Regions from separate parts of the Mus musculus genome. Here regions 2 and 3 are each linked to region 1. Evidence: chromatin contacts called from public HiChIP or PLAC-seq and promoter capture Hi-C data. All regions are on one chromosome and are shown on one strand. Each heading gives the region's core, a stretch centred on a gene start, on an enhancer-like site or on the middle of the called end of the contact. The rest is flanking DNA. Distances are from core to core; before and after follow the strand shown.

What was found. Promoter capture Hi-C pulls out the DNA fragments that hold promoters and counts their contacts. HiChIP or PLAC-seq counts read pairs in DNA pulled down with a chosen protein or histone mark.
Region 2: an H3K27ac HiChIP or PLAC-seq map of embryonic stem cells shows a contact between it and region 1, with 9 times the contacts expected there. The contact joins two enhancer-like sites. A contact is called at or near these places in 1 of 15 datasets of contacts at CTCF or cohesin (stem cell-derived epiblast-like cells), 3 of 484 Hi-C or Micro-C datasets (the N1E-115 cell line, bone marrow-derived macrophages and embryonic stem cells), 12 of 115 datasets of contacts at active chromatin or transcription factors (the 230-238 cell line, T-cell acute lymphoblastic leukemia, embryonic basal ganglia and 3 more) and 3 of 9 other capture datasets (adipose tissue, embryonic stem cells and liver).
Region 3: a contact with region 1 is called in a promoter capture Hi-C map of liver, with 2.6 times the contacts expected there. The contact joins the promoter of 2810454H06Rik here to the enhancer-like site in region 1. A contact is called at or near these places in 4 of 39 promoter capture datasets (the 3T3-L1 cell line, embryonic stem cells, frontonasal cranial neural crest and 1 more), 1 of 484 Hi-C or Micro-C datasets (muscle stem cells) and 8 of 115 datasets of contacts at active chromatin or transcription factors (the 230-238 cell line, the NIH/3T3 cell line, astrocytes and 5 more).

What each region holds. Positions count from the first base shown.
Region 1 is chr6:134,424,350-134,427,049 of GRCm38.p6, reverse strand. All of the region lies in intron 3 of Bcl2l14 (BCL2-like 14 (apoptosis facilitator)), which reads right to left. Among named protein-coding and RNA genes, the nearest start is that of 4933406J09Rik, 22 kb to the right of the region's middle. Within about 2 kb of position 1,424, at least 39 of the 459 cell types and tissues checked have an H3K27ac peak or open chromatin away from gene starts, as enhancers often do. A contact at or near this core is called in embryonic stem cells and liver, where this site is marked.
Region 2 is chr6:133,962,101-133,964,800 of GRCm38.p6, reverse strand. No RefSeq gene overlaps it. Among named protein-coding and RNA genes, the nearest start is that of Gm46977, 72 kb to the left of the region's middle. Within about 2 kb of position 1,295, at least 9 of the 459 cell types and tissues checked have an H3K27ac peak or open chromatin away from gene starts, as enhancers often do. A contact at or near this core is called in embryonic stem cells and liver, where this site is marked.
Region 3 is chr6:134,896,689-134,899,388 of GRCm38.p6, reverse strand. 2810454H06Rik (RIKEN cDNA 2810454H06 gene) reads right to left here and starts at 1,428. Exons shown (of 1, transcript NR_029441.1): 1 at 1-1,428. It overlaps Gpr19 (G protein-coupled receptor 19), which reads left to right and starts at 1,195. Exons shown (of 4, transcript NM_001362050.1): 1 at 1,195-1,557; 2 at 2,176-2,227. RefSeq lists a cis regulatory region at 1,248-1,783.

The sequences.
Region 1 (2,700 bases), core at 175-2,674:
GTGGGGTGCTAGCATTGCTTGAAAGAATGTTCTTGGTGCTTTTATTTTTATTAAGCTTAATTACATTTGAGGGTAACCTTTATACATTGGAGAAGGAGAGGTGATCTCTCAGTTCCCAGGAAAGTGTTCAGTAGTCTGATACTCCTTGCTTTTATAGTCACAAATTTCCCCTTAAGTTTAATAGAAAACATTCAAGTAATGCTTATAGGTAAACAAGGCTTCATACACACGACCACATCTGTCACCTCAGCACTCAGGAGTCCAGGGCTGCAAGGTCGTGAGTGTCAGACCAGCACAGACTACAGATAGCTCAGAAAAGTGTGTAACATACAACTCATCTTTCCTGAATTTGTAAGCCAGGAAGGGATGTACTGTGTGTTTCCACTCAAGGAAGGAAGATTTACACGGCATAGACTCAAGTTATAGCCACCCAGAAACAATGCAGCTTTGTATCCGCTTGGGGAAGGCGGGGTAGAGCAGGCAGGTACTTGGCTGACTTGTTGGGTAGTCACTGGTGTTCCACCAATCAGCTCACTGTAGGAACTTGAAGTGGTTCTGTGTTTGGTCCCAAGTGGAGTAGCTGAGTGTAATCATACTGTATTTGGAGAAGAGCATTCATTCACAGTAATTAATGATGGGGGTGGGTCAAGAGGTAGGGGTTAGTCTTGGCTACATAGCGAGGTCCTATCTCAAATAAGTAGTAAATAAACCCATACATACATACATATATGTATATTTGTATATATATATATATATATACACACATATCCAAATAATCTAGAATAATCTAGAAAGAAAGCCATCTCTGCCTTTCTCTTTTCTTTCTACTTGAATGGAGATATGATATCTAGAATCTCCACAGCCCTGTAGAATATGTTCTTCAGAACATCCAACATATAATTAGATATGCATAAAACTATGTATTATGGGAGCTGGAGAGATGGCTCAGCACTGGCTGCTCTTCCAGAAGTCCTGAGTTCAATTCCCAGCAACCACATAGTGGCTCACAACCATCTGTAATGGGATCCAATGCCCTCTTCTGGTGTGTCTGAAGACAGTGACAGTGTACTCATACATAAATAAATCTTAAAACAAAAACCTCTCTGTATTATGGTTATATACATTGTAATATATGGTTATTAAGCCTAAGATACAATTTAGCCAATAAACCCACTCTCTCAAATTTAGTTTTTATTCTTAATCTCATCTGAAATTTATTTTTCTTCTTTCTAAAAGGGGAGGAGATGATGTGAGTGATTTCTTTTGAAAAGTTAGGAGGGAAAGCCAAACAATACTTTTGTCATTTCCTCTAGGAAATGCGGAAGGAAGGCTGTGGAAACTTCCTGTCTCTGTGCAGGCCACAGTGACCCCTAAAGCCAGGTCATTGGGGCCTCCAGCTCTGATCCACAGTTGCTGACGCATGCGTGGGAAGACAGGGCAGGAGAGGAGGGCGGAACCCCTCTTGCTGTGGCCTCAGCCACCCGTGCATTTAGAAGCAGATGAACAAATCTGAGAAGATGGCTTCGTGTGGTTCAGGCAGTGTGTCCGCCACAAAGTCTCACTGCCTCTTGAGTGATGGGTTCTGCGTATTCTTAGGAGCCTGCATCCTCGCAGTCTAACTGAAGAAGTTCCCTTGGTCACAGGCTGGTTTGGAGCCATCCATGTCCATGCAGGGCTGATTCCAACTTAGAATGATCACAGCCCTTTAAAACTGAGCCGTTACTGCCATCTGCTGACTAACTATGGACAAGTTTCCTAGGCCCAACAAACCTGGCAGGAAGGGGCTCTGCTGAGGTGGGAGTGGGTGGGATGGCGGGAGAAGCGTCTGCTGAGGTAAAGGGCACTTCAGTGGTGGTAAAGTGGGTGGAGGTAAAGCCCTCAGTGATAGTACAATTTCTTTTTTCCTAACAAGGGAAGACTTTATCAGTTTTTTTAAAAAAAGAATAGTTTACATTTTTTGAAAAACTTCCCTTTTTAAAAGATTGTCTGCACGCATACCAGAAGATGGCATCGGATCCCATGGGACTATAGTTACACACTTTGTGAGCTAGCACATGGGTGCTGGGATTTGAACTCAGGACCTCTGGAAGAGCAGCAGTGCTCTTAACTGCTGAGCCATCTCTCCAGCCCGGTGGCTTATGTTCTGAAAAGTATTTTGTTTCTTTTCAGTTTTCCAAGACAATCTTACAGTATAACCCTAAGCTGGCCTCCAACTTGTTAAGTACCCCAGGCTAGCCTAGAACTGGCCATGCTTTTCTTTCTGAATGCTGAGGACGGCAGGTATGAGCCAGTGTGTTCAACTGAAAACCTATCTGCTTCTATCTCTTTGCCTGAGTGTCTTTCTTTCCTTCTTTCCTTCCTACCTTCCTTCCTTTATTCTTTCCCTCCCTCCCTCCCTCCCTTCTTCCTTCCCTCTTCATCCCTGTTACTCCTCTCATGCCTCTTCCCACTGCCCCCTCTCTTTTCTCTTCTCTCCCTTCTCCTTCCTTCCCTTTCTCTTTCTCCCTCTTTCCATTGTTTGTTTATTTGTTGTTTAAGACAGGGTCTCATGTAGCCCAGGTTGGCATTCATCTCACTATATAGCCAAGGCTGGCCATGAACCCTTGAAAGTCCTGCCTCCATCATCTGGCTCTTCTCTTTGGTCTTTCCATCAACCGGAAGAAGTAGGAGAGGGTGTGACTCTCCAGTATATGGGTGTAA
Region 2 (2,700 bases), core at 46-2,545, 460 kb after region 1:
CAAGCAGCCATTGCACCTAGAGCCAGGAAGTAGAGATGAATGCTGGTGTCCAGTGGCTTCTTTCCTTTGTATTCAGCCTGGGTCTCAGCCTATGGGATGCTGCTGCCCTCATTCAAGGTGAACCTAAGGAAGCTACGTGGCAAGTCCAGGTATCAGTGTTTCCAAGACATCTTATCAGCATGGATGGATTTGACAAATCTAAGGAATCAAAAAAGATCTGGCGTTAACTAGTTTATAACCTTGGGTAGGTATGAGATTACCTACATCGAACAAGCAAATGAAAGCACAGGGCTTCAGCCAGGTATGGAGGACTGTCAACCTTCAGGATAAAAACTTTTAAAATTAAATTTAGTGGCTGGAGAGATGGCTTAGTGGTTAGGAGCACGTGCTGCTCTTCCAGAGGACCTGAGTTCAATTCCCAGTAATCACATGAGGTGGTTCACAGCTACCGGTAACTCCAGCTTCAGGAGAGTCCAACTCCTCTGACCTCTGTGGGGCAACTGTTCTCACAGCAACCAACCTACCTACCTACACACACACACACACACACACACACACACACACACACACACACACACACACAGACACACACACACACACACAGACACAATTTAAAATAATAATCTTACTATTGGTAGTGGTATCATTATTATTGTGTTGCTATTTAATCAGTGTGCATGCAGGTACATGTGTACCATGGTGCATGTGTGTAGGTCAGAGAGCAACTTTTGGGAGTTGGTTCTTTCCTTTTGTCATGGATTCCTAGGATTGAACTCAGAATGTCAGGTTTGCACGGCAAATCTTTTTAAGAGCTAAGCTACCTCATTGGCCTAGGGCAATCATTTAAAAAATACAGTTCCCTCTTGGGGGCTGGAGAAATGATACAGTCTATAAGAGTACATCCTGGGCTTGCAGAGGACCTGTTCCCACATCTGGTGGCTCATGGGTTACAACTGTAACTCCAGTTTCAGGGGATCTGATACCCTCTTCTGACCTCCATGGAACCTGAATACATGTGATATATATCTAGGTAATTGGACATACATAATACATACATGCATAATATACTTAAATAAAAATAAATAGTTCTTCTTCTTTTTTTTTTTTAAAGAAACTGATGTTAAAGATATAGTGGTCCTCCAGCATTAGGGAGGCTAATGATAAATTTGAAATTTGTTGGAATGTTTGGTCAGGGAGTTGCCTTCCTTCAGTACACAGTTAAGTGTAGTCACAGTATGGTTAGCATGCTGGAGTTGAACAGGGTGAGAACAGGAGTTCCTCAGATAAGCATGACAATGAAGGGTGTCACCAGCTCTAGAGGATGCTAATTTCTTTGATTCTGGTCCCATTCTTATGAGCTCCCATGATCTCGGCTCCTATTCTTCTCCTGAGAATGTGGCTCTGATTCAAGTACGATTGTTCGCCGAGATACGTCTTGATAGTTTCTACATATGCAGTAAATATTTATTGAGCCCTTAATATATGTCAGACATTGGGTGTGGTGCTGGAAATAAGACAACGCTGCTGCCCTCAAAGAACCCATATTCTACACAAATTGCCACTCGTGCATCAACTGAGCATTGCCAACTGTTGTTATTTCATTAGCAGAGACCTTGCCAGGCGTGAGTAGGAAGAGTTGACCCCCTCTCATTCTGACAAGTCAAACAGAAGGCTTGTATGTGGCATTCTGTGTGCTCGGATAAGCAAGGCATGAGGACTCTGACCATCTCAAACACAATAAAAAGTCATTAGTGCAACCCAGGGCCTCACTAACATCCTGGCTCATTTTGTCTCTTCTTTTTTTTTTATCATCTTAATTATTATTAAGTAAAGAGTATAAGCAAGCAAACAAACAAACACGTACTATTATACTAGAACTTTTTCCAGGAGAACCGGTCAAATGAGCTGTTTCGTGTTTGTTTGAGAGGAGTCACGCACGCTAGCTGGCCTGAAACTGAGTACCAGGGTTGCCTCTCATGTCCTGGGATCAAAGGCCATCACTTCTGGCTGAAATAAACTGGTTTTAAATTTCAATCAGCTCAAACAATTAAAATTACCCAAAGATCAATTGTTTATTTCCAAATGCAAAATGCCTTCCTGGTGAATACTGACTTCTTTAAAACCCTGTATTTCAGCTGTTACTGTAACTATGGTCAGTCTTCAATTCTCTTTTTAAATTAGCATGCGTGTGTGTTGTCAGTGTTATCTGAATCTAATAAACTTCTGAAAGTCTCTAAAATAGAAAGACTTTAACCAATCTTCACTGAAATCAGCCCGAAATATATGCTCCTTCGGGGAATTATAAATTCAAGGGCAGCCTGGGAAACGGAAAACCTTGTCTCAAAATAAAAGTGAAAACTTTTTTGTTTGTTTGTTTTTGAGGACTGGAGATAAAGGTCAGAGGTAGAACACTGGCCCAGTGTGTAAGGCCCTAAATTCAGTTCTCGGTACTGCAACACAAAACGAACAAGTCAAATTCAAAGCTAAATTGAGAGTTTATCTTTCTCCTGTCAGAACGGCAGTCAGTCCTTAAGAAAATAAGTAAGAAAAGTGCTGGTGAAGATGTTGAGAAGAGGAAGCCCTCATCCCCCGCCAGCGGGAATTTCTTTGACACTAGGTCAACCGCTGTTCTTTTGGAATAAAGCCAACTTGATCACCGTGAGTGATCTTGGGATGAGCTTCAGTTTGTCTTGCAAGTAT
Region 3 (2,700 bases), core at 179-2,678, 470 kb before region 1:
GCTTTTAGGCAAGGAGCCTACCAACTGATCTACAAACCCCATTTTTTTTCTTCTTCAATGTACCACCATACCCAGATTGTATAGGAAAAAAAATGTTCAAAGTATGCTAAATTTTACTATTATATTGAACATAAAAAAAAAAATCCGAGGTGAGATGATAGCTTCTCTTGAGACAAATGTTGGAAGCATGACAAGTCTTCAAGTTCTGACCTCTTCTGTTCACATACATACATTTCCCCCTTCTTACTGGTTAAAATCTCACTTTTTCTGGTAGAAAAATGTTACAAATCTAAAGACTTCAATCTCACCGGTCAAAAAATAGGGTCTAATAAAATTGCCAAATAAATTCCATTGTTTTGAAAACTAGAAAAATGCTCAGGCTTAGCTAAGTTGCCAGTTATTAATTTTTTTTGAACGTACTGGAATCTATCAATAGAAATTCCTTCACAAATCAGTTTGCCTCTACTTGCAAATGGATAACCATATCTAAAATAATCTATGCTTATCAGATAATATTTTATGAGCACTGTCTGAGTCTATTTAGAGCGGACTTTGAAGGGACATTCAGACTCTTATGAACTAACTGGCTTCTGCTTTAAAGGGCTACTGCTTCTAGTGTCAGCTCTTTCTAGTTTCAAAATTTGCATGGCCGCCTTTCTGAGTCGCCTTCAAGAACAGTCTTAGCCCAGTCAGGAATTGCTCGAACTCCGGCGGCCTTAGGGTCAGGCTTATTTGCATCTTTGCTAAACAAAGTCCATCCTTTGAGGCGTCAGCGCCGCCGGTCTTCGCTCTCACGCTCCGCTGCTCACTTCAGCGACGGTGGCGTGCACAGCACCTGGGTCATCTGTGCTCACGATCCTGCCGCGACACCGACTCTGGGCGTTGTGGTTCTCATTTCAGGGCTCCGAGATTCCCACGGCACACTCGGCTGCTCGCTCCCTAGTCCCGGGACTAGGAGGCGCGGTTTTCCCGGAGAAATCCACGTCAGCCGCGCAGGCGCAGGCGCAGGATCTGGGCGGAGGGAAGGGGCCTGCGCTCGGCCCGCGGTAAACAAGCACTGCGCAGGCGCCGTGCGCCAAGGTGATTTTTTTTTTGTTTTGTTTTTTGTTTTTTGGTTTGCATAGCATCATAAAAAAGGGGGAAGGCCAAAGCAAACCCTAGCATCTTAAGACGATCGACGGTGTGGCTTCTGCTACTCTCACTCTGAGGCACCGGCTGCGCGACCATGGCAGCCATAACTCTTCCACAGAGCTGCCGGCCTTGAGCTCTTTCGCTCACTGTCTACACTGAGGCTGAGAGGACAGAGAAAAGACAGAGAAAAAAAAGAAGAAAGAAAGAAGATTTAAAGGAGAGGTGGTGGGCGGTTCCCACAACGCCACCGTAAAGACCTCTGTGCCTCTTTCCCCAGACAACGCGAGATCCTGTGCCAGCCGGGACTCCGCCCCCGCCCCGCCCGTGGCTGTGTGCGCATGCGCTGGGCTTTTTGGCGCGCAAACCGTTCAGAACTTCCTGCTTGGTCACAGGTGGCCCCGTCGGCCCCCGAGGGATGTCAGTCAGGTCGGAGCCGGGGATTCACGCCCACTGCGGCACGTCCTTAGGGATTTTTCGGTCAAAATTCCACTTGACTGTAACTCGCCCCCCCCATTCTTCTGTTCTCGTATGGGTCATGAGGTCTCCGCGAATCCAAGAGTCAGAGTGGGAAGAGAACCCCTCGCGGTTTTTAAAAGATGTTGCGATTTCGTTGTGTGGCACGCGAGCTAACTGGCATAAAAGGATAAATCTGGGGAACGAACGGGACTTCCCCCCCCCCACCCCCGAAGATTCTGAGAGGCTGTGAATGTGGACCGGGCTAACACAGTGATATGAAGATGAGAAGTTTTAAAAATGGAAGGAGCCAATGAAGGCTTGAGAGATGAGGCTAGGAGGAATTAGAGCAGTAGAGGAAGTTTAGCTTAAAATATTTACGCATATTTATAAGCAAGTAGGCAGCAGTGCCGCATATTTAGTCTACGATAGCGAAGTGAAATGGGGATGTCTTTGAGTGCAACAGAAACATTTTTTAAAGTTGTCGCAGGCAAGAGCTGAGGTTGGGGCGGGGTAAAACAGATAATCTGGAGTCTTAGGATGTTGCAAGTGTGGACCGCTCTGACTGATTTGGCCTCTTTTCTCTCTCAGGGGACGTGGAACACCTGCACAAACTGGATTTTTGCCCTATCACGACTCTGAGGTACCATCCGGCAACTGAAGTGTCCTCTTTCCAATAGAATGCCTGGCCTCTCCCACCAACTTCACGGTTCAGCCGGAATGAAATTTGGCTAACAAGTCACTCAGATGAGTCACTGGCTCATTACAAGATTATAGATTTCTAATCTATAGCCTTCCAGTTGTGTAGATCTTAGGATTCACTCTAATATTGGGAGCAGTGCTATATAGTACAGACAGTATTGTCATTTTTACTGTCCCTGGAGATTGTTTGCAGGACCTTGCACAAGTCCCGCAATGCATGATGCTCAAGTCCCCTGCGTAATGAGGTATACTATTTGCATATGACCCTTGTACATCTTTCTGTAAAGTTTAAACAATCTCTAGATTATTTGTGATATGTACATCGATGTAAATGCTATGTAAATAGCTCCTGTACTATATTGTATAGGGAGTAATGGCAAGAAAAGCATTCAGTACAGATGCAAATTTATCTTC